Linked DNA regions of Canis lupus: regions 1 and 2 are each linked to region 3. A link is a contact called in public Hi-C data. All regions are on one chromosome and are shown on one strand. Each heading gives the region's core, a stretch centred on a gene start, on an enhancer-like site or on the middle of the called end of the contact. The rest is flanking DNA. Distances are from core to core; before and after follow the strand shown. Region 1 holds the start of INTS4 (integrator complex subunit 4). Region 2 holds the start of CLNS1A (chloride nucleotide-sensitive channel 1A). Region 3 holds the start of AAMDC (mth938 domain-containing protein).

Region 1 (2,864 bases), core at 261-2,760, 150 kb before region 3:
CAACAGGAGAAAAACAAGTTTCATGTGTACAGGAGCCCGAAAGACATGAGGCCCAAAGACAGGCAGTTGAGGTTTATGTCATCCTGAGCTTGGGAAAAGAAGAGGCCTGCGGCTTCCCAAAGCTGAGAAAGACAATTCATAGAAAGATGAGAAGAGCAAATGTTTGGTGAACAAATGTTTGCTGTACTATGCAGATTAAATCTGAGAATACATTACCTTTGGTGCTAGTGTTCTCCTGGTACAGGTCCTCTAAATTCTTTTAGGAAGTTAAGGGGAAGGTAAACAGCTCTTCCTGAATCTATTACGCCTTGATTATCTTCAGCTAGAAATGATCCACATACCAAATGGCATATTTTGGGATCGTTATTCTACCCCTGCCCCATCCGGAGGAAGCTCATAGGTCTGTTTGATCACATTCCTGTTGTCTTAGGATACTTGACCTCTTGGTTCCGTTTGGGTGTCTCTGCCCAGTTATACTGTAGGACCTTGAGACTAAAGCAAATTATGTGTTTTGGGGTCTTCTGTACCTACCACAGCATCATGCTTTTGCAAGAAGTGAACAATGAAGGGCTAAAGCTTAATGACGGAGGTGAAACTCAACCTCAGGTTTCACTAACACGGGAAACACTTTAGTCTGCCAAATGCTTCTGCATTGTTTCACTACACTGTCACTGCATCTTGGTCCGGTTGGGTGTGAGCACATTTGTAGGTGAGATTCTTAGTTCCTTTTTTTTTTTTTTTTAGATTTTATTTATTTATTCATTAGAGACACAGAAAGGAGCAGAGACAGAGACACAACACAGGTAGAGGGAGAAGCAGGCTCCCTGTGGAGAGCCGGATGTGGGACTCGATCCCGGGTGCCCAGGATCACGCCCTGGGCCGAAGGCAGGCGCCCATCCGCTGAGCCACCCAGGTGCCCCCAGAGTCCGTTCATTAAGCGCTAATCTTGGTCTCCAACTTTGATGCTTGACCCTTGACCTCAGGATTCTTTTCCCTCTTTCCTACCTATCTGAGGAAGGGTTGATTCCACACAGGTAGGTAGATTTCAAGCAACTGAAAGGGAAGGGAAAAGAAAAGAAAGCTGAAAAAGGCTACAAGCAGCACCCGGGGACGCCGCAGCCGCGCTCCCCGATCTCTCCAGGGAAACGCCTCCCGCCGCCCCAGGTTTTGCCTCCAGCCCCGGACCGTCCCGCCTCTGCCCTTTGCCCTGTACTTCCTCCCGCCCTTCCGCTCCCGCCCCCTCCGAGAGCAGCGGCGAGCCTCCGGAGGCTCCCATTGGCTCGTGTACGCTTTCAGTCTCTCCTCCCTCCAGAGGCCCCGCCTCCTCGCTCTGCGCCCTCCTTTTCGTTCCGCCGGCGCACGAGGCGTAGGCGCACAAATTCGGCCGCACCGCGGACTAGGGCGGTGGAGCAGCAGGAAGAGGCCTCTCTTTCTCGGAGCCCCACTGCCTTGTGGGATTGCGGCGAGTTCCTCCGGCCGAGGCGGGTTTTCCGGGTTCCGCTACCCGCCCCCCCGCCCCCCCCCCGCCTCCCTCGTGGAGTACGGAAGCTGAGAGGGCCCGCGGGCAGCCATGGCGGCTCACCTAAAGAAACGAGTGTACGAGGAATTCACTAAGGTGGTCCAGGTAAATTACGGAAGGGAAGGGCTCTGGGCCGGTCTGGGGCGGGGAAGGTTATCCACGCCCCAGACACTCCGCCAGAACAGACCGCGAAAGCTGGGTTGAGTGCGGACTACTTTGATGGGCTTTCCGAAAGTACACTTAAGGGGGCGTGTTCGTTTGCAGCTGCTGTTGCCATTATTAGTCTGTGCGGTCCGACACTTAAAAAAATAAAACGATTAGAGAGAACAGATAGCACTGTGCAATTTACGAGGATGTCCTCTCCGTTATTTCGGCTTACTCGGGTTACATTAGCACCTTCGTTCTACAGATGGTGGCTCAAAAGCTTCTGGAGGGATGCGAGGATCCAGAGCCCATTTCTGGTGGAGCCCTTCCCAACTCCTGTTGCAAAAAAAAAGGCGCCTAGGGACAAGTTGGTTATGTAGAACCCTAAGGGGTTGGAAGAGGAGTCTAGACTTCCTCAAGACCCAGCCAAAGCGGGGGTGGGGGGGGGCTGTCACAGGCTGCTTCGGGGCAGAGGTTTCCATTTGTGGAACAGCTTACTTAGGAAGCAGGGCTGTACTTTCCTCCGTTGGAGTTAAGGACAGGTGATTCGATCTCCTGACACCTGTGACTGTCCATGTGTCGCCTCATAGATGTTGCTAAAGTAGAGGTTGATTCCAGGTTATCTCGTGTGTCCTGCTTCTCGGACTTTTTTATGCAAATCGTCTGGTGATCTTGTTAAAATGTAGATTACCCCACTCAGTGAGATGGGGGAAGGTAGGCAATAATCTGCATTTCTGACGAGCCCCCAATTGATGCTAGTAGTAGATCAAAAGCATTCTTACTTAGATCCATAGACTGGCCCCTAAATCCTTAGACTTCTAGTGTAGCAGGAGTTAGACCATCCAGCAGGAAATTCCTTAAACATTTCATTCATTCCTTTAACGAGAGTGTTGAGTGAGTGGTTACTGTGTATCAGGTATAGCTAAAGGTGTTGCTACAAAGTCCGGTACACATTAAGGTCCCTGTCCTTTAGGAGCTTGCAGACTAATGGGAGAGACAGAAAAGCGTATATGTGATTGTAATACAGAGATGAGTGTATTGACAGATCAAGTTTTTCTGTCTCTTTTCACTTATCATTTCTGTTTTGTGGACACATTTTTGTACATATTCCCACTGACTGTAGGGAAGTTAGTCTGCTTATTTATTATTTTTTTGCTTATTTTTTCTTTTTTTTAGATCTTATTTATTTATTCATGAGAGA
Region 2 (2,700 bases), core at 119-2,618, 170 kb after region 3:
GATCACTGAGCCTGGGAGTCATCCTTGATTTCTCTCCTTCATCCACCCTCATCTGCATTTTCAACCACCTTCTTTCCTTCAGTCTCTCTCCAGATCCTGAGGATTTTATCTAGACTCTCCCACTTCCATTCTCACTGCCACTCTCTCACCTATACCGTGGCAACAACTTCCTAATAACTCTCCCTGCTCCAGTGTAGCTATCAACAAGCAAATCCCAGCATTAAAAAAAAAAAAAAAAAAAAAAAATCGAACACTCCTCTATTCAGCAGCTAGGAAAACAGCTACTCCGCATGCCTCAACGGTGCTACAGCCTATAGGTAAGATCATCCTGACTTCACAGGCAAGGAAACCTGGCCTAGAGCCGGAGGGGCCGGAATTCCGCTCTCCTGGCTGAACTCTCGCACTTCAGTGTGACGCCTCCGGCTTCGCATCTGTAAACCTGGATCGGTAATAACTTTCCTCATATAACTGGCGTAAAGAGGAAATGAAGAAGTAATACTGGGGGCACCTGGGTGGCTCAGCGGTTGAGCGTCTGTCTGCCTTCCGCTCAGGTCATGATCCCGGGATCCCGGGATCGAGTCCCGCATGGGGCTCCCCGCAGGGAGCCTGCTTCTCCCTCTGCCTGTGTCTCTGCCTCTCTCTCTGCGACCCTCATGAATAAATAAATCTTTAAAAAAGAAAATGAAAGAATACTGGTAAAGGGCCCGGGGCAGTATCTGGCTCACAACGCCCAGTTACCTTCACCGATTATTTCCTGACTAAAGATTTCGTTGCTCTTACGCTCTCCGGTGTCCAGCAAAGCAAGCGAGGGCTCCAAATCTGATGGGCTACCTCCTTTCCCTGCAGCGCCCCGTGTCCTCCCCGGGCACGGCCAGCTCTCCACGCGGACTTCGTTACCTCCTGAGACACGGGCCCGCGCGGAGCCCGCCCCGGGGCAGCCTCGGGCCCTAGACTAGGTCGGGGGCAACGCGGTTAGGCTGAGACGGGGCCCCCACCAGGCCGAGGCCCCGCGCGGGTTGAGAAGAGCCGCGAACCCGTGAGGAGACCTCCGACCTCCATCTAGACGAGCGCAGTCTCTGATTCCTGCCCAAGGCTCAAGCCTGTTTCCTCTTCTGTAGAAAAAGGGCTGTATTATTCCCTGCGCTTCCTCCCCTCTCACAGGTTCGCCGCGACCCGGCCGGCAGCAGGACGTCGAGGGAAAGCACAGCTCTCCGCAGCCGCGAGCCTCCCACACGGCGACGGGGCGGGGCCCCCTCAGGCCTCCGAGAGCTCGGCCGCGGGCGCCTCGTCTCTGTGGCGGAAGCGGGCTCCGATTCCGGGGCGGGCCTCGTTGCTCTTCCGAGGTGCCGGGCGCCGCTTCCGGGGCGGGGCGAGGCGAGCGGCTGGGGTCGCCGCGCGGCAGCTCGCTCCCGGCCTGTGTCTCCGCGCTCCCTGCTGCAATGAGCTTCCTCAAAAGTTTCCCGCCGCCCGGCTCGGCCGAGGGGCTTCGGCAGCAGCAGCCCGAGACCGAGGCCGTGCTGAACGGCAAGGGCCTCGGCACCGGCACGCTCTACATCGCGGAGAGGTAGGCAGGGTCGCTGCGCTGGGCGCCGGCTCCCCGCGCGCCGCCGAGGCTGAGGACGAGGCGCGGGCGAGGGCGAGACCGCGACCTCCGGGGCTGCCGCGGGGCGGGGCGCGCGGGCTCCGGGGCGCCTCGCCGAGGCCTGCGCGGCGGGGCGAAGGCTCGGTTGTCCGGGTGTCCCGCCCTCCCGAGCCTTCCTCTTCTTCTTCGCACGGAGTCCTCTCTCGACGAGTTAGAGGCTTTTTACCTGCCTGTCGTCCCGAGGTCTGGCGCGTGCGTCGCTCTTTACTCAGGGCTTCGTTTTAAGGTTTTGAGCCTCCGGCCCCTGAGTGAGAATCATCGATGTGCCTGTCTCTTCTGGGAAAAGGTGCGGGAGGTGTTGCTCTCGGCAAGATGTGTAAGTCTAGAACGGATTGTGCAGGATTTTAAAAGTTTGGTTAAGAAATACAGCTTTTCTTCTGTAGGTGTGGATGGGGAGAGGAACATCATCCTCAACCCCACGCAAGCTGAGGTCAGATCCAGAGGGACCAGACTCCCGTGTCTCATTTCCCATTTCCGACTCCCATTTCCAGTCCTAGAAGGAATTGCCCTTTTATTTGGCCACCTGGAACACTGTACCCTTTTTTTTTTTTTTTTTTTACAGTAAGACAGATGTATCTCAAATATCGAAGTTGTAGGACTGAGGTCCCCGTTTCCTTAATTATGTGGTTCCAGTCATCATCAAGCCAACAATGACACATTGAATCCTTCCTGTCCTTGAAATTTGCCTTGACTCCTGCTGCTGCATCACTTTTGTCTGCAGCCAGAGAAGTTTCTCTTCTTTTAGGAGCTCATGTGATTTCACTGGACCCACACAGAAATATCCAGGATAATCTCCCCATTCTACGGTTAGCTGATTAGGAACCTTAATTATATATACAGGTTTTCTCTTGCCATGTAACAACTCCGGCTTGACACGGTGTTGAAGGTCATGGGGGAGGCAAATTTTTGCCTACCAGAGAGAGCACACACAAAAAAGTAAAAACCCCTTGATTTAAAAAAAATTTTTTTTTAATTTTTACTTATATATTGGAGAGAGAAAGCAAGCTCCTTGCTGAGCAGGAAGGTCCACACTGTGGAGCTCAACTCCATGCTTATCC
Region 3 (2,748 bases), core at 72-2,571:
CCAAGTCTGGCCGACTTCTAACGCTCAGGCTCCTAACCATAACGCACCTTGCATCCCAAGTTGCACATTCTACTTTGCATGATTGATGGTTTTCTGAGACTCTTGGTGGGAGAACGCTCACTGCTGCCCCCAACGAAGCCGACCCTGTCTTCCAACATTTTTTTTGCTCTTGCACCAAGTCGCGTATCCTCTTAGTGGAGTCCTAGCCCACCCTCTGACCCTGGTCCCCTATAAAGTCTCGTCCCCTCAGATCCTCGTTCCCCTGAGTCTCTTCCCGTCACCCCCTGGCAACCACAGCAGGGCCCTGCCCCCTCATAACTAGGTCTGCCTAAGGAGCTGGCCCCTTCAGACCGTGACCTCCTACCAGGGCCCCAACTCCTCAGACAGGTGATCCTCGCAGAGCCGTCTCCTCGGCCTCCTGTCCCGCGAGCCCTCAGACCCTCTTTTCCAGCACAGTTGTGGCTCTTGTACCCCAGGAGACAGCAGTAGCCCTCAGCAAATGCTCCGCAGGCACTTCTCCTCACAAAGGTCCTCTCCCAACCCCCAATTAAAGGCACCTCTCTACCTTTCCCGTTTCCAAACTTCTCTCAGAATCGTGGTAGGGTTTGTTCTTTTTTTTTTCTTTTCTCTCCTTGTTCTGCTTCTTATTCACGCTCCTCAACTTCCCCCACGAGCTTGTGGCCCGGTTTCAGATCCCGGAGGTTCCCCCCCTCAACTCCCCCCAAAACTCACCCAAAGGCCTCTCTTCAGGAGAGTTGCGATCCCAAACGGCTCCGCGCTTTACCTCTCACCTCTGGCGGTTCGGGCCGTCTCCGCGGAGCGCTCCCCCCGCTCGCCCCGCCCCGAAAGCGCCTTTCAGCGAGTCGTCGCCCGAAGCCCCGCCCCCCCCCGCCTATTGGCCACTGTTCCCAAGAAGTCCCGCCTCCTCAGCTTCCAGTCCTCCTCCCGGCCCCGCTTCCCTTGTTTTCATTCCCCCTGTCACACGAGGCAGTGGCAAACCCAAGGTGGGAGGGGCGAAGTGGAGGGAGGGAAAGGGGGGCGGAAAGAGGGCGGAAAGTGAAAGGCACGGAGGGCCTCTCTTTCCCCAGTCTGACTCGGTTCTCGACTGCTCCGAGCAGCCGTTGTATTGTGGGATCGCGGCGCCGTGCCGGAGACGCTCGGATCCACGGGGGAGCTCACTCACCAGCGCCTCCTGTTGTCCGCAAGGCTGCTCTGCCATTCCTCGGAACCCAACTCCCTCCACCGCCCCCATCGCCTCCTCCTCCATCCTCCAGTTCAAAATGGCGGCGGCGGCAGCAGCGGCGGCCGCGATGGCTCCTCCGGGCTGCCCGGGTTCGTGCCCCAACTTCGCCGTAGTCTGCTCCTTCTTGGAGCGCTACGGGCCGCTGCTCGACCTGCCCGAGTTGCCGTTTCCCGAGCTGGAGCGGGTGCTGCAGGCGCCGCCGCCGGACGTCGGCAGTGGAGAAGGTAAGCGAGGGGCCCGAACGCCCGGCGGGAAGCGGCCCTGGCACGCTCCTTCGCCCTGCTCTTCACGGACATCCCGGGCCTCCGCGGCTCCGTCCTTCCCCCGGGGCGCAGCTCCGGCCGGCCCGGCCTCTCCGCCCAGCCCCCAGGGTCTTGGGCAGCGGGGAGGCGGGGCCGAGACCCCCTAGGGCCACTGGGCCCGGCGCCGAGCGGAGGTGGGGGCGTCGCGGCTTAGGTGTGGGCTGGGGGCGTGGAGCGGTCATTGTGCTGGCCGGCCGCCCCTGGGACTGTTTCCCGGCCGCAGGGGCCGGTCCTCCACCCCTTCTCCCCCTGGGTGGCGGGGGAAGGGGAGCGCAGGTTCCGGCCAGCTTTGCGCTTTTCTCCTCCTCCCCTCCCTTGCTTCTTCCCCTCCTCCCACCATCCTCCCCACCATCTCGGGGGAGGCTGGGCTCATCTTCTCGGGGCGCCCCTTTCTCTCCCTCCACCTGGGTGGGCGGGGGCCAGCGGACACTTCAGCCCTCCCTCCCTCTAGTGGGAACTCCCCCGAGAGAGTCGCTCGCGTCTCTCTTCCCTTCCCCTCGAGGGCCGGTTTAACCCCCAAAACTCCTTCCTCGGAGTAGGGAGGTTTGCTCCTCCCTCATGGGAGCGGGTGGGGGGGTCCTCCTCCATTCTTGCTTTGGGGGTCGAAGTCGGTTCAGCTTCTCCACTTTGGAGGCTACAGGGTTAATTTTTCCTCCCCCATAGTTTTCCTCCTTCTTCTCCCCACCTCCCCCCAAATAATAGAAAAGCATCTCCCCACTTTTCTAATCCCTTCCCCCTTCATCGTGGCAGCGAGGCTTAGGGGAAGAAGTCGTCCTCCCATTTGCAGGGTGGGGTGGGGTGGTTAGTATGTAGGCTGGAGGAGGGGCTCAGACGGAGGGGGAAACAGTTGAAGAAGGTGCTTGTTGCTCATGTTTCTCTCTCTGGTGCTGCTGGTCTATTATTGGTGTTCGCAAGTGGTGCTCCTTCCACATAAGGCCACCGCGCGGGTGCAGGGCGCATGCTCTGCCCGGCCCCATTGAAACTTCCTGCTGCTGCTGCTGCTGCTGCTTCTGCTGCTGCTGCTGCTGCTGGTTCTTTCCCGGAGCATCTCAGCGCTGTGCCTGCTGCCTCCCCTTACACTGATCGCGTACATTTCACCCCTTATTTATTCCTCATCCATGCCTCTTCTTTCCTGGCATATTTCTTCTCTTAAGAAGGCCTTTTGTTTTTCTGGGGGTTTTTTTTGTGTGTGTTTTTACCCCC

What was found. A called contact is a pair of places that touch in the nucleus more often than the background predicts.
Region 1: a Hi-C map of blood shows a contact between it and region 3, with 6 times the contacts expected there. The contact joins the promoter of INTS4 here to the promoter of AAMDC in region 3. A contact is called at or near these places in 5 of 9 Hi-C or Micro-C datasets (amygdala, blood, liver and 1 more).
Region 2: a contact with region 3 is called in a Hi-C map of blood, with 2.6 times the contacts expected there. The contact joins the promoter of CLNS1A here to the promoter of AAMDC in region 3. A contact is called at or near these places in 2 of 9 Hi-C or Micro-C datasets (amygdala and blood).

Annotation. Positions count from the first base shown.
Region 1 is chr21:20,928,116-20,930,979 of UU_Cfam_GSD_1.0, forward strand. It overlaps INTS4 (integrator complex subunit 4), which reads left to right and starts at 1,511. Exons shown (of 23, transcript XM_038568511.1): 1 at 1,511-1,624. The coding sequence starts at 1,571.
Region 2 is chr21:21,250,275-21,252,974 of UU_Cfam_GSD_1.0, forward strand. CLNS1A (chloride nucleotide-sensitive channel 1A) reads left to right here and starts at 1,369. Exons shown (of 7, transcript NM_001003288.1): 1 at 1,369-1,564. The coding sequence starts at 1,440.
Region 3 is chr21:21,082,130-21,084,877 of UU_Cfam_GSD_1.0, forward strand. AAMDC (mth938 domain-containing protein) reads right to left here and starts at 1,322. Exons shown (of 4, transcript XM_038568512.1): 1 at 1,184-1,322. The coding sequence starts at 1,267. RSF1 (remodeling and spacing factor 1) reads left to right here and starts at 1,050. Exons shown (of 16, transcript XM_038568507.1): 1 at 1,050-1,467. The coding sequence starts at 1,281.